Linked DNA regions of Mus musculus: region 1 is linked to region 2. A link is a contact called in public HiChIP or PLAC-seq data. All regions are on one chromosome and are shown on one strand. Each heading gives the region's core, a stretch centred on a gene start, on an enhancer-like site or on the middle of the called end of the contact. The rest is flanking DNA. Distances are from core to core; before and after follow the strand shown. Region 1 has its middle 9.2 kb from the start of Tulp1. Region 2 overlaps Anks1 (ankyrin repeat and SAM domain containing 1).

Region 1 (5,093 bases), core at 2,162-4,661, 350 kb after region 2:
GTGAGGCCATGTTACTCTGACTGGCCAGCTAGCATGCTGTGTCTGCCCTGGGCAGTGCCCTGTGGGATAGCCCCATCCTAATGGAGAATTAATCCTAACAGAAAAAGATGTATTTTCCTCACTGGGGAGTCGCCAGCAGCTTTAGGAAGAATGACAGGGCTGGGGAGACAGGAGCTGTGGTGTCCAGGGACAGTGTGTGGGCTTAAGCCACCCAGGCTTTGTGGCTGCACCCTCACTAAGCCACTTAGGTGACAGGTGTTCTGGGGGCTGTTTTACAGGGGGCCCCAAGTGGCTTGTCCAAGGCAGATGGCTAGCTCACAGCAGAACTGGATGCATCTGTGCTTGGCATCCTGTCTGCAAGCCCCTCCCCCCCAGAGCCCCAAGGTGCCAGTGTGAAACCCTAGGAGCTGGTTTAGGGGCCCCTGAGGCACCTTATGATGCCCCCCTCCCCCCACACCTGGCGACTGACCCTTCAAGACTCTGCAGGTGAAGGTGCATAGTTTCAGGCAGAGTAGGGACCACCAGTATAGAGGCCTTGTGACAGCCGCGAGCTGGAGACAGACTATGTTGCCCCCTTGCTGTGTGTCTTGGTGCCAGTCACTTAACTTCTCTGAGCCTCCAGTTACTCATTCCCGGGAAGGGCAGTTTGTTCTTCCAAAGGAACCCCCTTTGACGATCAGACTATAGAGACAATGGACTCCAAAGCATTGGGAGGCCTCCAGGATTCTCACCCTGGGAGAAGAAACCACCTGAAGCCTGTGTACCAGCTAGAGAGGATCTTGTCCTCCAGGCAAACATTTCCCAGGGTCCTGACAACAGCCAGACAGTCACCTCGCAGGAGAGACTGGAGCCCAGACAGCACTGGGGGCGGGTGGGTGGGGCCCGCTCTGACCTGGACGCTCTGACCTATGCGGCTATGCTTACCCCATGACTTCCATTAAACTGAAACCTCACACCAGAGTCCCCGAGATAGACTCCAGCGTCCCCTGGCCTCTCTGTTTCTCGTTTCAGTGCAGCCATGCTGAATAAATTTTCTTTTCTTTTTCTTTTTTTTAAGATTTATTTATTGTTATAACTAGTTACACTGTAGCTGTCTTCAGATGCACCAGAAGAGGGCTTCAGATCTCATTCTGGGTGGTTGTGAGCCACCACGTGGTTGCTGGGATTTGAACTCAGGACCTTCGGAAGAGCAGTCAGTGCTTTTACCCTCTGAGCCATCTCACCAGCCCCACTTTTTCTGCTTTTCATTACAACTGCCTAGTTATTTATTTTTGAGGTGTTTTTTATTTTTGAGGCAGTGTCTCACCACTGTAACTCTGGCTGGCTTCGAACCCACAGATATCTGCCTCTAATCCTGAGCTCCAGGCTTTGCGGCCTGCTGTGAGCAGATGGCTTAGGCTGGTTTAAGGCTACCAGGGCTCAAGTGCTCACCCTTAGCTCTGCTAACAGCTGGGCTGTCTGTAAGGCCCAGACACAGAGTAGCACACATTCCAACATGCCTGTTTAAAAGGTCAGGGCCCCACACTTGTAATCCTGGCAGCTGAGGCAGGAAGACTTCTGTTGAGTTCAGGTCAACCTGAGTTACAGAACAGGATAGTCTCAGTCTCTCCCTGTTCCTGTAAAAAGAGGTAGGAACACTCAGGCTGGGTCTCCTGTGGACTCCAGTGGGGCAGCCTCCAGCATCTGGAACCCAGGAGACCACTGAACCCAAAGTAGTAGTTCCCAATAGTGCCTCATGTTGTGGGGACCCCCAACCATAAAATCATTTTCGAGGTGGTGGCGCACGCCTTTAAGCCCAGCACACGGGAGTCAGAGGCAGGCAGATCTCTGTGAGTTTGAGGCCAGCCTGATTTACAAAATGAGTTCCAGGACAACCAGGACTACACAGAGAAACCCTGTCTCAGAAAGCAACAACAGAAAATAACCCCAATTATTTTCGTAATTTTGCTACTTTTGTGGATTGTAATGTAAATCTTTGTGCGTTTGTTCGGGTAAGCAATGGCACACGTTGAGAACCACTGAACCTACTAGGTTTCTGGGACAGGCCTTGACTAGGGATGACCCGATGAGGGTGCACAGACTCAACCTCACCACGAGGTGGCGGCAGAGCCCACCCACGGGGGCGGCACTGCTCAAGAGGCAGGTGCGGGACTTATATCTCCTTCTCCACCCTCACCCCCCTCCTCCTCCTCCTCCTCCTCCTCCATTATCTACCTCTACCTTCCTCCTCCCTGAACCCTTCTTCTCCTGCCTCCTCCCCCTCCTCCCCTCTCTCCATCCTTCCTTTCCTGGAATCCATCTTTAGGGAGTGAAGACATCTAGACGTTGTCAGTCAATGAAGTGACCCAGGCACTTTGTGGGACGCCTAACCTTTGAGGTCACAGAAGGGTTGAGGGGCCTTTGGGCAGGATAGTCCTAAACCTGCCGCGTGAGAAAAGGCACACCAGGTTCTTAAAAAAACAAAAACAAAACAAAACAAAAAAAAACCACATTACTGGAACTGGGTCAGTCACTGGCTTTTGATCTCTCTGCAAACGGGGTCCCTATTTTTAACCAGAAAAGTGTCATGTCCAAGGTCCTAACTAAGCCCTCTGAGGCAGAGGCAGCCCTGAAGTTGTGAGAGACATCAGCGCATGTGTGGTCACCAAACGGAGTGTGTGTGTGTGTGTGTGTGGGGGGGGGGTCCTTGTCTGTCGGGATGTCTGGGTAAATACAGCCTGGTGCGCATGCGGAGGGAAAGGGAGCCTCCACAAGCACCTGTGCGGAGGGCGGGCGCAGCTCAGCAGCTCAGCTTCGGTGGCTTACTCCCCGGCTCTCACCCGGGTCTCTCTCTGAACTCAGTCACTGATTGGCTAAACTGATTGGCCCACAAACTTGGGATCCTGTCTCTGCCTCTCTGCGCTAGTCAGGGTTTCCTAGAGGAACCAACGGTGGGTGGGTGTGTGCGTGCGTGTGCTTGTGTGTTGAATGCAAGAGTATGCGTGAGTGTAAGGACAGGGAAGTGGGAGTGGGTGGGTTGGTGAGCAGGGCAAGGGGGGATGGGATAGGGGGTTCTCAGAGGGGAAAAGAAGAAAGGGGATAACATTTGAAATGTAAATAAAGAAAATATCTAATAATAATAATAATAAAAGTCAGCTTTAAACCAGTAACAATGGCAGGAGCACACCTGAGACAACGTTGGGAACCTGGTAGTTGCTTGGTCCACTGGGTGGTGCCTCAGCTGTCCCAGCCTGGCACAGGATGCCAGCAAGGATCTTGGAGAGCTGCTTGTCCCTGGGCTATGATGAAAGCAGGGACAGGCCAGTTGTGCTTCAATCACAGGCAAATTAACTCTGTGGCAAGATGGAGGCCAAGAACTCCAGGACAAGGCGCTCTTCTCCGCCACCCTGACAGTGCTCCAACACTCAGGAAGGTGCCGCCCATAGGCAGGGAGATCAATCATACAATCTGGTCACCGCCTCAGGCGGGGCTCCCTACACGGCCATTTTAATCTAACATTAAAACAACATTAATGCTTCCCTCTGCTGGGGTTACAGGAGCAAGCAGCCATGCCCAGCTTCTAAGTAGGCGCTAGGATCCGAACTCAGGTCCTCATGTTTGAGCAGCAAGCCCTCTTACCCACCGAGTCAGCCCCAAGCCCTGAACTGGCTTTAATGACCCGAGGTCGGTGAACTGGCTGCTTGAGTCAGACACTACTGAGCTACGTCAGCTGGCCCCGGTATCCTCAGGCTTCCCTTCTTACTGAAGTTTTGGCGCGTGGCTCTCATACCTCCACCACCGCACTGATGGCGCAGCCACGCCCTGATCCTGTCATCACTCGAAACTGCCCCGCCCCTGCAATCACAATCCGCCCTCCATCCTTCTGAATGGCACCTCTTCCCATCCACCTTGCGCTGTCCCCAGCCACACCTTCTCTCTGACCTGCTTCAGACATCCTGCCCAGTGGCGCTTCCTGCTCAAGCACCTCTATCTGCCTCCAGACCAGGACCCATGGGTGCTGACTCACTAGGACTCAGTCCTCGGTCAGAGATAAGCAGGGACTCTGACAGAGCAGGAAGTTCTTGAGGACCATTCCCTAGGCTCTGGAGGAGGAGGCGTGGGTCTCCTGCTCTAGGGAATGCTGGGAGCGGTCGGTCGGCTCACAGGCTGGAGGGGTGGGTCTCAGGGTGAGCATTTTGAGGAGATGGGATCACGGGAACCAGCTTGTCTGGCCGGAAATTGGCTGACTCCGTTTCTTTTTTCCACAAGATGACATCTGTAGCTGGACATGGGTGCTTTGTGGGTTTTTCTTCCTTCCACCTTTCTCCACCCCTTAAGCCCCCTAACACTAGATAAGGAAAAAAAATAAGATTTCTGAGTTCGAGGCCAGCCTGGTCTACAAAGTGAGTTCCAGGACAGCCTGGGCTATACAAAGAAACCCTGTCTCGAAAACAAAACAAAACAAAACAAAACAAACAAACAAACAAACAAACAAAAAAAGACAGGGGAAAGGTGGCAATGTTATCTTTTATCGTTAGACACTTCCTGCTGATTTGGGACGTCAAGTTGTTTGGGCGCAAGTTTGATCTTCATTTCTTCTCCTTGTTTCTTCTTTGCCCACAACTACTTAACAAATCGTGACCAACAGGTCATTCTTGGGGACCCTAGCATTTATCTACCCTCTGAAGAGTCTTCCAGAATTCCAAATGTCACGTTTTCGGGAACTGTCCGCAGCTGGCAGAATCACGCCCTTGCTGGAGCACGAGGCATAATCAGAATCAGCTGCTGAGAACAGTCTGACACAGCCCCAGATCCCGATACCCGAGACTACAACAAGAACATATTCTTCTAATATTCCTGGGTTTTCAAAGAAACCCAAATTCTCACTACAGACATCCACTAGGAGTCCCCACCGAAGATTAAACCGACAGGCTGCTTCCTGTTAGATCTTCAGCCTATAAAATTGAGCCAAATAAAACCTTTTTATCAGGTTACCCAGCTTTGGACAATTTATTATACTAATAAAAATAGACAAATACGGCAGGAGAGATGGCTCAGCAGTTAAGGGCACTGACTGCTCTTCCAGAGGTCCTGAGTTTAATCCCCAACAACCA
Region 2 (4,941 bases), core at 183-2,682:
TGCAGCTAGAGCTGAAGATTGCAGCGTGAGCTGCTCCCCTGCTGGGAGGCAGGACAGGTCACTGATACTCAAGGCTGCCACTCCCAGGAGCTACAGGGCTTACAGTTGCCAGCGCTGAATGCGAGAGGCTATGGGGAACCCCTCAGCGACCTGCTTCCCCGTGCGGCCTCTGCCGTCCTGTGTGCCGCCCCTGGGGTCTTCAGAGCATGGACACTGCTCTGTGCAGAGGAAGGCTTGCTGCAGGCAGCACAGGGGCTGAGGTAGCCTGGGAGCAGGAGGGGCTGTGTGCTGTGAGGACAGACGGGCCCTCAGAGTCAGCCAGGGAGAATGGGCTTCTGTGAGTAAAGACGCAGAATTGAGTGGAGGAAACAGCTGACAACAGGTCCCTTTTCTCAGGACCCATGAAGGGAGAGAGGCCCTGGGTGACAGTGACAGTGGGGTCAGAGGCCCTGGGTGACATTCAGGTAGATGCAGAGCAGGTACTTCAGCAGATTCTCATCACCAGGTCTGTTTCCCCTAAGCTCAGGCCAAACCCGTGTCAACAACGATGGTTGTCATGCCACCCGATTGGGAGGGAAAGGAGACCGGCTCAGGATGGGGGCAGGACCCCAGCACTGTGCGTGCCTGCCAGGCTGAGGAAGATGGAGACTTCCTTCCAACTCGAGCAGCTGGGCCACAGAAGGAGAGAACTGAGGCTCTGTTATGTCTGACCTCGCCAGTGTTTGGGCTCGGTTGGCCTTTCTTTATAAAAAGAAAGGCACAGTCGAGTCAACATTTTCCTCGTCTAAATGTTTTACTTTGGAATAGTTGTATATTCACAGGAAGTTACAGAAATAGTTCTAAGTGGTCCTGTGTTTGGTACCATTCCCTAGTTTCTGGCTGTGGGGTAATATTGCATAGCGGATACAAACCCACCATAGCAGCATCCTGCTCCAAGCGCTGGATCTCCAGAGGTCTCCCTCAGCCAGCCTGTGCCGTGAAAAGCCCATACTCCTAACATTCCATTCCTCCAGTTAACTGGAGACATGGTGGGTCTCGGCAGACTACAGGGTCATTGTCTCCCAGGTGAGCTGGGGCACACTGGGCCCTGGCTGGAGGCCCCTGTGTTAGAGACAGGTGTGTTCTTCATCTGTTTTGGAGCCTAGAGAAGCCCCTCTCAAGGGCTCTCCTCCCAGCCTGTGGATACCATATCCCCTTGGCAAAGGCCGACCTCAGTGCCACACACTTTCTCCACCTTAGAGGCCAGACTCTAGCATCTGAGTTACAGGGACACTATCCAGGGCACCTTCACCAAGGACAGCTTCATATCTGCCACTCCTCACAGAGTGGGGGAGCGCAGAGTTGGCGAAGGCAGGAAGCAAGGCTGAGGCAGTGTCCTGCCTGGCTCGGTTATTTCTGAGTTACCTTTGGATTTCTGTCTGCTGCACTGACTGACCTAGAGACTCACAGGGCCCCTGCCCCGCCCCTGTAGGAGGGAGCCTGCACCAGCCATTCTCTATTGCTCCCACTTCTGGGAGAGTCTAGAAGTTCCATGCGTCACAGTTTTGACTAGAGCTGTCTTGTTTATTTTCACCCCTTTAGGAGCATATTTGAGAGTATGATGTGTGCAAATAGCCTGAGCCCAGAGTATAGGGAACTCTTTCAGCCTACACACACACCCTGACAGCCCACTCACAGACATGCACAGGGGCGTCTCAGAAGCCACCGCAGTTAAGAGCAGAGCTGGGAAACCCAGACTAGGCCCTGGGCCAGACCTCTCTGGGATCCTTTGTCTGTGTTTAACCCAACAGGCACCTGCCCCAGTCTTCCCTCCATTCCTGTTGCCCAGAGCTCGGGAAGGAGCAACAGACCTGGCTGTGGTTTTGCCGCATCTGACTGAAAGAAGCATGCAGTCCCCTTCTGAGTCTTTATTGATTATTGTAACAGGAGTGGGAGACACCGAGATTGGCAGAAGTCCAATGAGTAACCAGAAGCGTGTGCTTATAAAATTAGGAGGAGTACTAAGGTCTTACTGTCCTGGGTCTTACTCCGGCGTTAATAAGCCGGGTCTTTCTTGGCTCCTCTGGCAGACAGCCTCTCAGAGGTGGAAGCACCCACTCCTTGTCTGAAGAGCCTAGACACACAGAGACCCGGCCTTGGCACTGAGCCATGCTTAGAGAACCACTGGGCTTGGCAGGGCTGCTGAGGCTGGCCAGCATTTGCAGCAGATAGGTGAGGCAGCCTAAAGAACTCCCTGCACAAAGGTGTCAGACTAGCTAGGTGGCAAGGCATCTTTCCTGCCCTTCCATGGCTCCCACCGTGCAGCTCCGTGACCATGAGCCCCACAGGGGTCTCAGAGCCTTTCTAGGGTTCTGTTCATGTGCTTGTCTGCGTGCTTCTTTGATAATGGGGAACTTACCCCGCTGTCCCATGTGGCTCCCCACACACAGAGCGGCCAGTGCATCTGGGTTTCTGTGTTCCCCATACAGGAATGTGCTCTCCTGGCCTCTGTCCTGTGGCCTCCCATTCCCTCCCCAGTCAAATGACCTCTGACCCTGAGCTGCAGCCCAGGAGCACTGGAGACAAACATTTTGCTCCTGTACTCCTAGGAACCCTGTGTTCTGTAGAAACATTGGTAGAGCCCGTATCACTTTATTTAGGGTAGTGGTGGTGGTGTAAGGAACAGGGGCAGGGCGTTTGGGTGGCGGGGTGGACATCGGTTCCTGCCAGGGAAATCATGAAGGACCCGCTGTGCTGGTGTGCTTCTTGGAATCTAAGACTTCTCTTTTTTTCCTTTTCTTTCCCTGAGTCCCAAGAGGAAAGGTCCCAGTTGTTGTAGATGCCACGTACTCGTACTCTCAGGGTGAGCCACTATTTGTCTCCTCCCCTTTCCTCTTTAGGAAAAGAGGAAACCCCTAAGATTACCATGCCTAAGACCCAGTTAGGTTTAACCTCACAAAAGGCTAATACACGACCTTTCCATTCTGTATCAAGTCGCCCAGGGTCCAGTCCTAGCAGGAGCAGCAGTGAGACATGGAGGAAAATCTTCAGAGGCCAGTGAGTGTCTGGGGCCAAGCCTCGCTTATGCTTGACCTTCCCATGTGCAGCCAGGCCACCTCTGCTGCGAGAAGTCCCTGCAGTAACCCTGGGTGCAGGACTAGTGAGTGTGTACTGCACATAAGCTTGCATGCATCTCATCTCGCTGCCTGCATGACGGGTCTTGGCTCCCATGCATGGATCAGGCTTAGGTGAGTCATGGCTAGCTGAAAGCTGAAAAGGCCAGCCTTGCTCTGACTGCAGAAGCCTTGCTCTGACTGCATCAGGGGAGAGTGGAGACCTGGCCAGTCCTAAAAGGCATTACAGAATGAGGACGGGATGATTCCAGAGGATCAGAGGCTTGCCCGGTCTAGCCTGTGACCCTCAGTGGTAGGAGACAGGTGGGCAGGACAGATCATCGGGGAGCATCGTCGTATCTTCCAAAACCAGACTTCTTGCTTTTGCCCTGTTGCTGAGAAGTCTCATGTGTGGAGACAGACCTACCTTCAGGGGACATAAGGGTGTCATTCCTATGGGTTCTTGTATTCCTGGCGGGTCAAAGGTCAGACTGGGCACAAGTTAGCTCCTACCTCCTAGCTTAACTTTTGGTTTTTTTAAGATTTATATATTTTATATATATGAGTACACTGTAGCTGTCTTCAGGCACACCAGAAGAGGGCATCTGATCTCATTACAGATGGTTATGAGCCACCATGTGGTTGCTGGGAATTGAACTCAGGTCCTCTGGAAGAGCAGTCAGTGCTCTTAACCTCTGAGCCATCTCTCCGGCCCCCTAGCTTAACCTTTTTCTCATAGATAGTTTTAGGTGTCCTTGAGCATCAGAAACGTCTTTGAGATCCTGGGTTGTTTAGGCTCCCTGTCCCATAGTCTTTCGGGATAGGTAGGGCTCTACATGCAGAAAGGGGCTTGAGTTAGCCTGGACGCCCAAGTTGGGCCGACTAGAACAGTTGTGGCTCACCACCTGCCATGGGTGTGGATGGAGGCTGGAACTAAGACCTGGGTGACCTCTGGGCTCAGGGCAGAGCCTGGGCTCGGCCGATGCCCACATGCTCTGCTGGGGAGGTCAGGAAGGCCAGACCCACTGTTTGTCTCAAACCAAGGTTGTAATCCCTGGAATTGCATGGGACGAGGTCCAGACAGCATCTTCCAGGAAGAAGACGGCAGGCAATGGGAAGACTTCCTAAGAAAAAGCAACGGGAAGGGATTGTGCTTTGGGAGGCGGGTCTCCTGGACGGTGGAGGTGATTGCAAAGTTACTGCTGCCTTGTTTACGAGGCTGCCAGGCTTCCCCAGGGCTTTCTTCTACATACCCGGTGTTTAGCGGGAGCTTCTGGTGCAGCAGCCTGCATAGGGCTCTTAGGTTAATTACAGACCCTGTTAAAGAAGGCAATCATTTTGTTAAAGGAATATAAACTTCAGGTTACTTTAACGATAGGTTTGTGTCCACTCTTTGAGAGGAACCTGGGTGTTTCTCCTCATGGCTCTGCTCACTTTGTGTTCTCTGCCTTTCTTTATCATGTTAGGCACAGCCAGGATGCTCCATTGACTGGCGCTTACAGTTGGACTTGTTTGTAAAGCCAGAATTAAGCCACTTGGGAAACAATCTGAGCATAGATTTCTTTCAGAATTTCTCAAACTTATTTACCAACTTCACTTCATTCAAAAACACATTTTTGAAATCTTCCCATTACTATATCTCTTTGATCTAGTTGGTTGCCATAGAAACAGCATTTGTACTTGTTTTATTACTTGCTCATTTGTAACATTTAATTACATTTTCTTCTTCCTCCCTTGTGAGGGTAGGGGATGGGGCTGGAAATCACACATGCTAGGCACTTACTCTAATACTAACTATGGACCCAGCCCGAAATTTCTTTTATTTGCTTAAGTTTAGAAATGATCTCCC

Evidence for each region. HiChIP or PLAC-seq counts read pairs in DNA pulled down with a chosen protein or histone mark.
Region 1: a contact with region 2 is called in an HNF4G HiChIP or PLAC-seq map of pancreatic cancer cells. The contact joins two enhancer-like sites. A contact is called at or near these places in 1 of 484 Hi-C or Micro-C datasets (CD8 T cells) and 1 of 115 datasets of contacts at active chromatin or transcription factors (pancreatic cancer cells).

The regions. Positions count from the first base shown.
Region 1 is chr17:28,371,905-28,376,997 of GRCm38.p6, forward strand. No RefSeq gene overlaps it. Among named protein-coding and RNA genes, the nearest start is that of Tulp1, 9.2 kb to the left of the region's middle. Within about 2 kb of position 3,412, at least 70 of the 459 cell types and tissues checked have an H3K27ac peak or open chromatin away from gene starts, as enhancers often do. A contact at or near this core is called in pancreatic cancer cells, where this site is marked.
Region 2 is chr17:28,024,164-28,029,104 of GRCm38.p6, forward strand. The region is part of intron 12 of Anks1 (ankyrin repeat and SAM domain containing 1); the gene reads left to right. Among named protein-coding and RNA genes, the nearest start is that of Gm35290, 19 kb to the left of the region's middle. Within about 2 kb of position 1,433, at least 73 of the 459 cell types and tissues checked have an H3K27ac peak or open chromatin away from gene starts, as enhancers often do. A contact at or near this core is called in pancreatic cancer cells, where this site is marked.